Regions from separate parts of the Mus musculus genome. Here region 1 is linked to region 2. The links are chromatin contacts, called in public Hi-C maps. All regions are on one chromosome and are shown on one strand. Each heading gives the region's core, a stretch centred on a gene start, on an enhancer-like site or on the middle of the called end of the contact. The rest is flanking DNA. Distances are from core to core; before and after follow the strand shown.

The links. A called contact is a pair of places that touch in the nucleus more often than the background predicts.
Region 1: a contact with region 2 is called in a Hi-C map of rod photoreceptor, with 2.3 times the contacts expected there. The contact joins the enhancer-like site here to the promoter of Mfap3l in region 2. A contact is called at or near these places in 4 of 484 Hi-C or Micro-C datasets (cerebral cortex, neural progenitor cells and rod photoreceptor), 1 of 115 datasets of contacts at active chromatin or transcription factors (embryonic stem cells) and 3 of 9 other capture datasets (adipose tissue, liver and pancreatic islet).

The regions. Positions count from the first base shown.
Region 1 is chr8:60,673,352-60,677,693 of GRCm38.p6, forward strand. It overlaps Mfap3l (microfibrillar-associated protein 3-like), which reads left to right. Exons shown (of 3, transcript NM_027756.5): 3 at 1-3,380. Among named protein-coding and RNA genes, the nearest start is that of Mfap3l, 43 kb to the left of the region's middle. Within about 2 kb of position 2,165, at least 2 of the 459 cell types and tissues checked have an H3K27ac peak or open chromatin away from gene starts, as enhancers often do. A contact at or near this core is called in rod photoreceptor, where this site is marked.
Region 2 is chr8:60,630,445-60,634,268 of GRCm38.p6, forward strand. It overlaps Mfap3l (microfibrillar-associated protein 3-like), which reads left to right and starts at 2,381. Exons shown (of 3, transcript NM_027756.5): 1 at 2,381-2,614. Gm34730 (a long non-coding RNA gene) reads right to left here and starts at 1,411. Exons shown (of 3, transcript XR_379010.3): 1 at 1,023-1,411.

The sequences.
Region 1 (4,342 bases), core at 915-3,414, 43 kb after region 2:
TTTTTTTTTTTGCCTCTTTTCATGATATGAAGTTTTAAAGAGTTTTGCTTTCATCTCTGGAGACCCCACTTTTAATGCTGTATTACTAACTCAAATGAGAAGGATCACAGCATTTTTCAACAAAATCGAGAGTCATTCCCCTCCGAAAATAATGAGGCCCTCTTCTCCGATTTAAATTTAATCTCGGTAAGAATAACGAGTACTGTTATTTTATTTTTAAATACAAACAAGGGAGACTGAAACTTTAAAACAGAGATCAGAAGCCACATAGTGTGTGATGGGCATGATGGAGTTATAACTTCAGAGGCTGCATGGGCTATCAAAACAGACCCAGATGTTTAATGACCATGTGATTGCCATCAGAGGAAGTGACCATGGACAACTGCTTTCTTACTGAGGTACTGGTCTTTTTCATATGAGTTGGAGTAGACTATGCTGCTAATGGTCGCTAGTGTAGGTCACCCCTTGAAGCTCCCCTTAGAATATCATGGAAAGTCTTTAAACTGTAATAATCAATCCTTTTAAGTCAATGGGAACAAAAGTGGGTACATTAGGCGAGGTTCGTGTGTGATCTGCACTCTACAGCAGGGGTATATGTAAGTGAGGATAGTAGGATTGTCTGTGGAAATGACCAGGACAAGGCTACAGACAATTCCTGTGGAAATCAATCTGACCAGGCTTGGAGTTTGATCAGATTTACCCTTTATGAGAAATTCCTAATTGAAATATCTTATGGGTCACCTAAAGAAACCTATAGCCTGCAGCTATAAGAAGCCATGACTTCTTTTTGGGCTCTCTGGAGGGCAATTTCATACAGAAAAATTTTATTCCCAGATCTTAGAATATACAGAGTCCATGATTTTCATGAAGATTGAAAAATACTTTTGATATATCTGCCCACAGTACCAACAGGGACTAACTATTGAATGTTTTGTGATGATATGTGAACTCTATTCTATTCCGTTCTCATTCTATCCAAACCCATGTGTAGAATTCCTCATGGAAACTGCAGGGCAAGGTACCCATTCCATACAGATACTGATTTAGGATTATAAGCTAAAGGAGGCCAATTTACTATGAAATAAGATGTATGGCCAAAGAATGTTTCCAGTTTGATTTGGATTCTTTAGCCTGCAGTGGGATAGAGAGTAAGGGGATAATTTTCAAACCTTCCTCTTTAAGGCACCAGCTGTTCTTGGGATAAGAATCTCCTACTTTAAAAGGAGCTTAGCTTCATATGGAATTTCTCTATCCAAAGTCTATGCTCTGGATATTCCACAGCAGAGCCTTCAAAAATGAGAATAGAATATGAAATGTGGAAAGAATATGAAATGTGGAAAGCCTCATAACAACTCAGCTGATCGTTTCCCCCAGAAGTGAACCCCATTCTTAGAATTATTCATGGAGTCCCATTGAACATACACACACACACACACACACACACACACACACACACGTGCAACAGACTCATTTGGGCAGTTTTAAAAGTGTAACATTCGATCCCAGCACTCAACATTCAATCCCAATCTTTGGATCTGCTGTAGTCATTCTTTTAAAAATAAAAATCAATTTCAGGTCTCTGACTCATCCTGCTTATACCTCTAGCAATTTTTTTTCTTGAAATTCTGAAAATGATTCACATACATATGCATATTTAATTCTCTTAGATAATCTATAAACTTGGATGGTATTTATTCTGAATGGGAAAAATACCCAAAATTTTATATGGGGAAAAAAATCTATGTAATTTATAATGGTTTGTTTTATATATTTATATTTTCATATCTTTAGGGCATATCTGTTGTTCTCATCTTTTTGTACATCATAGTTGGCAAAAAGAAAAACTAATACTTGACTAAAATCTCTAGGAACCAAATGTGATATATGTCATACATAATGTATATAAATTGCTCTAGAAATACATGAATGTTCCCACCCAAGCCAAGCATTGTTTTGTCATGTCATTACAGCCAGAATGTCTGGGGTGCTTACAAACATTACTTTTTCACAAGGAAGACTGAAAAGCCTGATATCCTACACAGTGGCTCTCGGACTCTCTTTCCCTTCGTTATCTTATTTGTCCCTTCTTTAACTGAGCACATCCTTCTAAAGGGCAAATGAGAGCCAGTGAGAACACAAGAGGAATGAATCTAGTTATGGCTTAGGTAAATCACATTAACAGATTGGGGGCATGCTTTAAATCCCAGGTTCAGGTTGCCATTCACTGGCCTTGTGGCATCTGCTCAGTTCTATTGCACACAAAGGGTAGGGCATGAAGAATGAATGAATGCTTGCATGTTTTGAACAGGCACGGTGGACATTTAGTGCAGCATAGTGGTGACTATGGGGATACCCATGTGGCACTGGAAGAAATGTTGTAGAAAATCAAATCAGCTACTTTTTTCTTACACACTTTGAAGTAGTATGTTTATTCCTGTGTTAGAACTTTTAACTGGCAGTCCCAGTGATTACATGAACTAGGGATTTCCTTCCCATGTCTTCATTTGGTAAGAAATAGACCATCAAAGTCTCTTTAAAACAATGTTTTCTCAGTACATTCAACTGCTTTCCTCCATATGACTTAGCACATCCTCTCAGAAACCCCATAAGTAAATTTTGTTTTTATTGTTGCTTCTCAAACACTTACTGGTAGTCTTTAAATATCACTCAAACTCCATTATGTATTTACACACAGTTTTGAACATATATTAACTTTAAGATATTGATTTTACATTTCACCAATAAAGCCTTCAAACCAATAACGAAGTTCATTTTATTAATAGCCTTTTATGATTTCTTCAGAGATTAACAGGCTTTGATGAAACAAACCATTGGTGAGTAAAATAATCAAATAGTACATAATTATTATATTTTCCAAAAGACTAAGTGGTTGATTATTATACAAAAAAATCTCATGTAAGAAGTATGCTCTTTGAATGACTTTTCTTTTCCTTAAAATGGGCATGTAAGGGGCTAGCTCTGAGACTACTAAAATCACTAAAGATAGCTAGAATAAAGCTAGAAAGTAAATCATTCTAAGAGCATCATTATGGAGAAAATGAATTTTTATTATTTAACCAATTATAAAAGCCTCAAAATGCATCTCTAATACTACAGAACCATGAACAGTGAGTTGGTTTCAAAGAATATGTTCGCATCTATTTTTTGGTTTACTGTGCTTCACTAGTTCTGAACATTCTTTGTTAAACTGGGAATGAGAAATGAGATAGAAGATGTATCAGGAAGAAATAAGAAATAATTTAAAGGTATAAACAAATGACTAAGCTAGAAGTTGGTATCACTGTAGTAAAGAGAAACCATGGCTTGTGATCCATCCTGTAGTCTGATTGTTGCTTTAATAAAGGGTTTACACAGGTGTGTGTCATGTGTCATATCTTACCTGAAGAGCATTGCATTGTGACCTGAATTCTACCTTGCAAATGATATGAAATCTGTTTCCCCACTTTTTTTTTTGCACCTGCAGTGCTTCTTGGGAAATGTGGAAAATGAATTCATTTCTATCCTAGTTCAGAACTATATCCCAGTTCTACCATGACCAACTTTATAGAGCAGTTTATCTCTTCCATATAAATTTTAGCCATACCATCAATTCGAGAATCCTTCTGGAATTAGTCTGGACCAGGAAACTCACACATCTTAAGCATCACACAGAAAGAATGCACCTGTAGTAGAAATTCTTTGAGTCGCCTGAACACCACCAGACCAAGGTTGAATCCAAAGACTCAATGAGTAGGTTCTTCATGGTCAAGTAAACTGCAAAAGCTCCAATCCTTTTAGATGTCATGTGGGGTGAGTAAGAAAGACTAAAATAACTGTGGAAAAGAACTAGAGCATTCTGCTATAGGTAGAGCAACTACTCTAAGTAGGCCAGACACAACAGCTGATTGTGTTACCCAAGACACATTGTATATAGCATCCGTCTGTTCTTTTGCTTGAACAACAGAAAGATTTAAGAGGTTTACATTAGCATTATTGAGCAAATTCTAAGCTGCACCATGACAGGAGAAAAATGAGAAAGGTTGTCCTGGTAAACTTGAGCTGATATGTATCACAAAGACCCAAAACAGTACTGATGATTTTCTTTTCAGGTTCTGGAATGCAGTGTTCATAAGTGGATAAGGTTGAGTCCAGTGCTTGTGACTTTCAAAGAAGCATATAGATGTAGAGTTGAAAATCAAGCATCAGGTTAGCTGATGTAGTCTTCTCTGGGACATCACTGACAAGTAGTTCGTCTCAGCTTGGAATTACAAGGGAGAACCCCTTACCCCGGAAGTAAAATATTCTACTGTTTTTTTTTTTTTTAGGTGCTGAGTCAAAAATC
Region 2 (3,824 bases), core at 1,131-3,630:
AATTGGCTGGGGCAAAGAAGAGAGCATGAAGAAGCAGGATGTGGAGGAAAGGTGACAGGGATTATAAGTGCATGTCACACAGGTAGACTGGGGAGGAGTTAGCTTCAAACATCAGTTCCAAGATAGCTGTTGAAGAGACACCTTGCCCACCCGTTCCCAGGCTTCATTACTTTGATCCTCATGTCTGTGGAGATCCAAGCAAGATCCAGTGCAGTATTCTAGACCTAAGTAATATCAGATCCTAGAAACCCATGGGGTTAATTAAAATGGCCCCAGATTCAAAGGGGAAGCACATAAGCGTATTTTCAAGGAGGCAAAGTTTCACTAGACAGGGTGACCCGAACCACTCTGAAGCTAAACTGGGGCTGACATAAAGAGCCACTCTCATTTGGGCTGTTTCCTAGAATCTCAACGAACCTCACTGGTCATTCTTCTAACCCAGTGAGCCACAGTCTCTCTCTCTCCCTTCACCTCTTCCACCCCTTTCCCTGCTGTCCCTTTATACCCTCTCTCCCTCCTTCTCGCTGAATTTATTCATCTTGATCCTGCACTCTTTTTTTTCTTTTCCTGTAGCCTTTCCCACTCCAGTCTTCCGTCACTGAGGGTTAAACACACAAGCATGCTGCAGCGAGTATTTCTAAGATAGAACGGGAGTATTCTGCAGGTTTGCGACAGGAAAAAATAAAAAGGAGTGGGTAGGAAAAGAAATAGAACCAAAGCGAATACCAAAATACTTTACAAGAATACACATGACTGACTGGAACAAAGGGAGACAGATTCCGTGTGGTTCTCAGCTACAACTGTACAGAATGGTTACTGAAAACTTGAACGGATTAGGTTTTTGAAAGAGGCAGGGAGGTTCGTTGAGCTAAGATGCTATGGAAACTAATGTTCAAGTATGATTTCCATTTCTCAGGCTTTTGGAGAAGGACTAGGTTTTGATATGCTTAGAAACGAGAGCCCGTGCATCCATTGGCACATAAATCCCTCTGCACCAGCGTTCGTCCGTTCGTCCCACGTACCCATGCTATTGCTTGCTGTAAGGGCAGCTCCCTCCTCCTGTCTTCTGAGCTCTGGTGTCTTGATGTTCCTCAACCTTGGGCAGCCAGATGCCAGAGGCAACCACGTGCAGCAGTCTGGCACTGTTCAGAGCATGCTCAGTTGCCTGCAGCCACTTCTGCGGCGGAACTCAGGGCTTGAGGTCACAGACAATACTTTGCCTCTGGGTTTGTCAGTCACAGAGAAGGAGGTCGACTGCTATCCCGTTAACAGCTTCCTGTCATCTTGACAGCTGTTCCTAACTCAGAGTGGAATACGCGGGGTCTGACAGCCTGAGCCACTTTAGTAGCGTTAATTTGCTTAATCCAACTCTCCGTGTTTTTCCAGCAGCCTATGACCAACATAGGTGTGGGGGCGGGGCTACCCTTCTTAAAAAAAAAAAAAAAAAAAACACGGTGTGGGGCGTGGCCGGAGGGGGCCAGGATAGAAGAGCCAGGGAAGAAGAGCTTGGTCACTGTCCCAGAAACTGACAAGATCTCCCTTAAATAGATAGATAGAATGATAGATAGATAGATAGATAGATAGATAGATAGATAGATAGATAGATAGATAGATAGATAGATAGATAGATAGATAGACAGACAGAAAGATAGATGATAGGTACATAATATTTAAATGCGTGTGGGATGGCAGGGGAGAGATCCACTAATATTGCAGGACTGTTCACAGAAAACTTATGTAGGTGGTAAAAATATTTTTAGAATACTTATTTTTTCTCATCAGAACAACTTAACTGCTCTTTAGAGAGAATGTCGAAACTGCAAATAATTTTAAGGGGCAGTTTTATAAATTTTCGCGGAACCACACCACTCAGAATCCACCGCAAACACCCTGCTGTGTCTTGTCGTGCCACTTCGAGGCGTCCACTGTGCTTTTGCTGTGACAGCGCGGCCGGCCGCCTAGGAGGCCCCATATGCTCCTGCTCGCGAGGTGCTGTGACAAGACAGCCTTAGAGACTAGGTTGGTTAATGCGTGGGTAGGCTGGTTGCCCGTGGCATCCAAGATGACATTCGAAGACGCCTTTGCCTGCGTGTCCTTGAACGCCACTGAGACGCGACGCTCCGGAAAGTTGAGGTGACAACGCCGGCAGCGCCCTGCCTCCCCACAATTACCAGTCACGCTGCCCTAGCACCACTGAGTCTGGAGGAAGAGGCAGGGTGGAGCGCGGGAGCACCGCCCAGTGGCCGCCCGGTCCCGCCCAGAGGCCGGGCTCTCTGAGCACGATGCTTCCCTGCAGACTGCAGGGCCAGCCCGGGGTGGGCGGAGCCCACCACCCGCAGCGGCCCGCCCCGGGCCGCGGCTGCGGCGAAAACCCGGTTGTGCAGAGTGCACCGGACCTCGGCGCCGCCGGGAGCCGCACTGGGCATGCTCGGCTCTCGCCGGCTCTGGAGCCCGTAGGTGGGAAGCTCCGGCTCCCGGCGGCGGGGCTCGTAACCCGCATCGAGAAGAGGCGCGGGCGGCGGAGGAGGTTGGTACACGCTCGGTGCTGCAGAGCTCCCCGGGTGGCCATGGCGAGAGGTGCACGGCGACCACCCGAGTGGCGCAGCGGTGTCAGGTCAGTGAGGGCACTGGGCGGGCGAGCCTGGGCGGCGGGCTACAGTAGGAGGGAGCCTCGCACCGGGTTTGTGGTCAGCGGCCGCCCGAGCTGCAGAACTTTCGGACGCCTGGGCTGGCGAGGCTACGCGCCTGGAGGTGCCCTGCTCTCCCAGCTCGTGGCTGGTCGCAGGATGCTGGAAGTACATGCAGGGCGGAGACCGGCGGGTTGGGGACAGTCGCGTCCAAGGCTCGTGCCACAACCTTCTGATGGCCAGGGGCGCGCTGTCCACAGCGCGTTAGCACAGAGCCTTCCCAATCTCCCGGGAGAAGGAGGATGCCACGCAGAGACAGGGCTCTTCGCCCAGCTGTGGATCGTTCTTGTCACGGTGCCTCAGTTTCCCCAGACAGGGAAGGGTGTACTGGCCTTTGCCCGGAAGGCGGCGTGGGGAGCTCCGAAGCGCCGCGTCCTGATGCTGCAGGAGTGTGGGAAGCAGCTGGTGCTAAGAGCTGCTTCCTTGTCTTGAGAGCTCTTGGAGTTTGTCGCATTTCCCACCATAGCAAGTTGACACCAAATTGTCTGGTGGCCTGGAATGGGGGAACGTCCTTCTTTGGCTAAAAAAGTAAATGCCGAGTCAATCCTTTTTAAGCCCGAGAATTGCTTGTCTCCCTCTTTAAATTAGCCTGGGATCGCAAATTCCAAGGTTTATAAAGCAAACTGGAAAAAAGAAAAGAAGATGTTTGCAGGTACATCAGCTGCTCACCCTGTAGAAAATATTATGGCTCCGTCGTCATTGTTTTGAAAGACACTTGTTCAAAGTGTGGTTACTGTAGCAATCTTTATTTGCTCTAGCTTTATATTAGGAACTTGGAATCAGCATTGCAGAAACAGTGGTTTTTGAAGTTTTCTCACTCCCCCCCCCCCAGGCAAAACACTTTTTTTTTAAAGTTGCTACTACACTCAACATAGTAAAATGTTCAGGATTAAATCTGCAAGATGGAAAAAGAATTGTTTTTCAGGAGAGACTAAATTAGAGCAAGGTAGTTTGCAGGCAGTGAGCTAATGCACAAAAATGCAATCTGTACCTTCTAAGGTAATGTTACTGTTTTCCCCTACAGCTACCCATATTCATCTATTAAAATACTTACAAGTTTGAGGAGCCCAGCACATGACTGGTTACATTACCTGGCTCTGTGTGATGCACCACGTTTACAATGTGCCCTGATTGCTC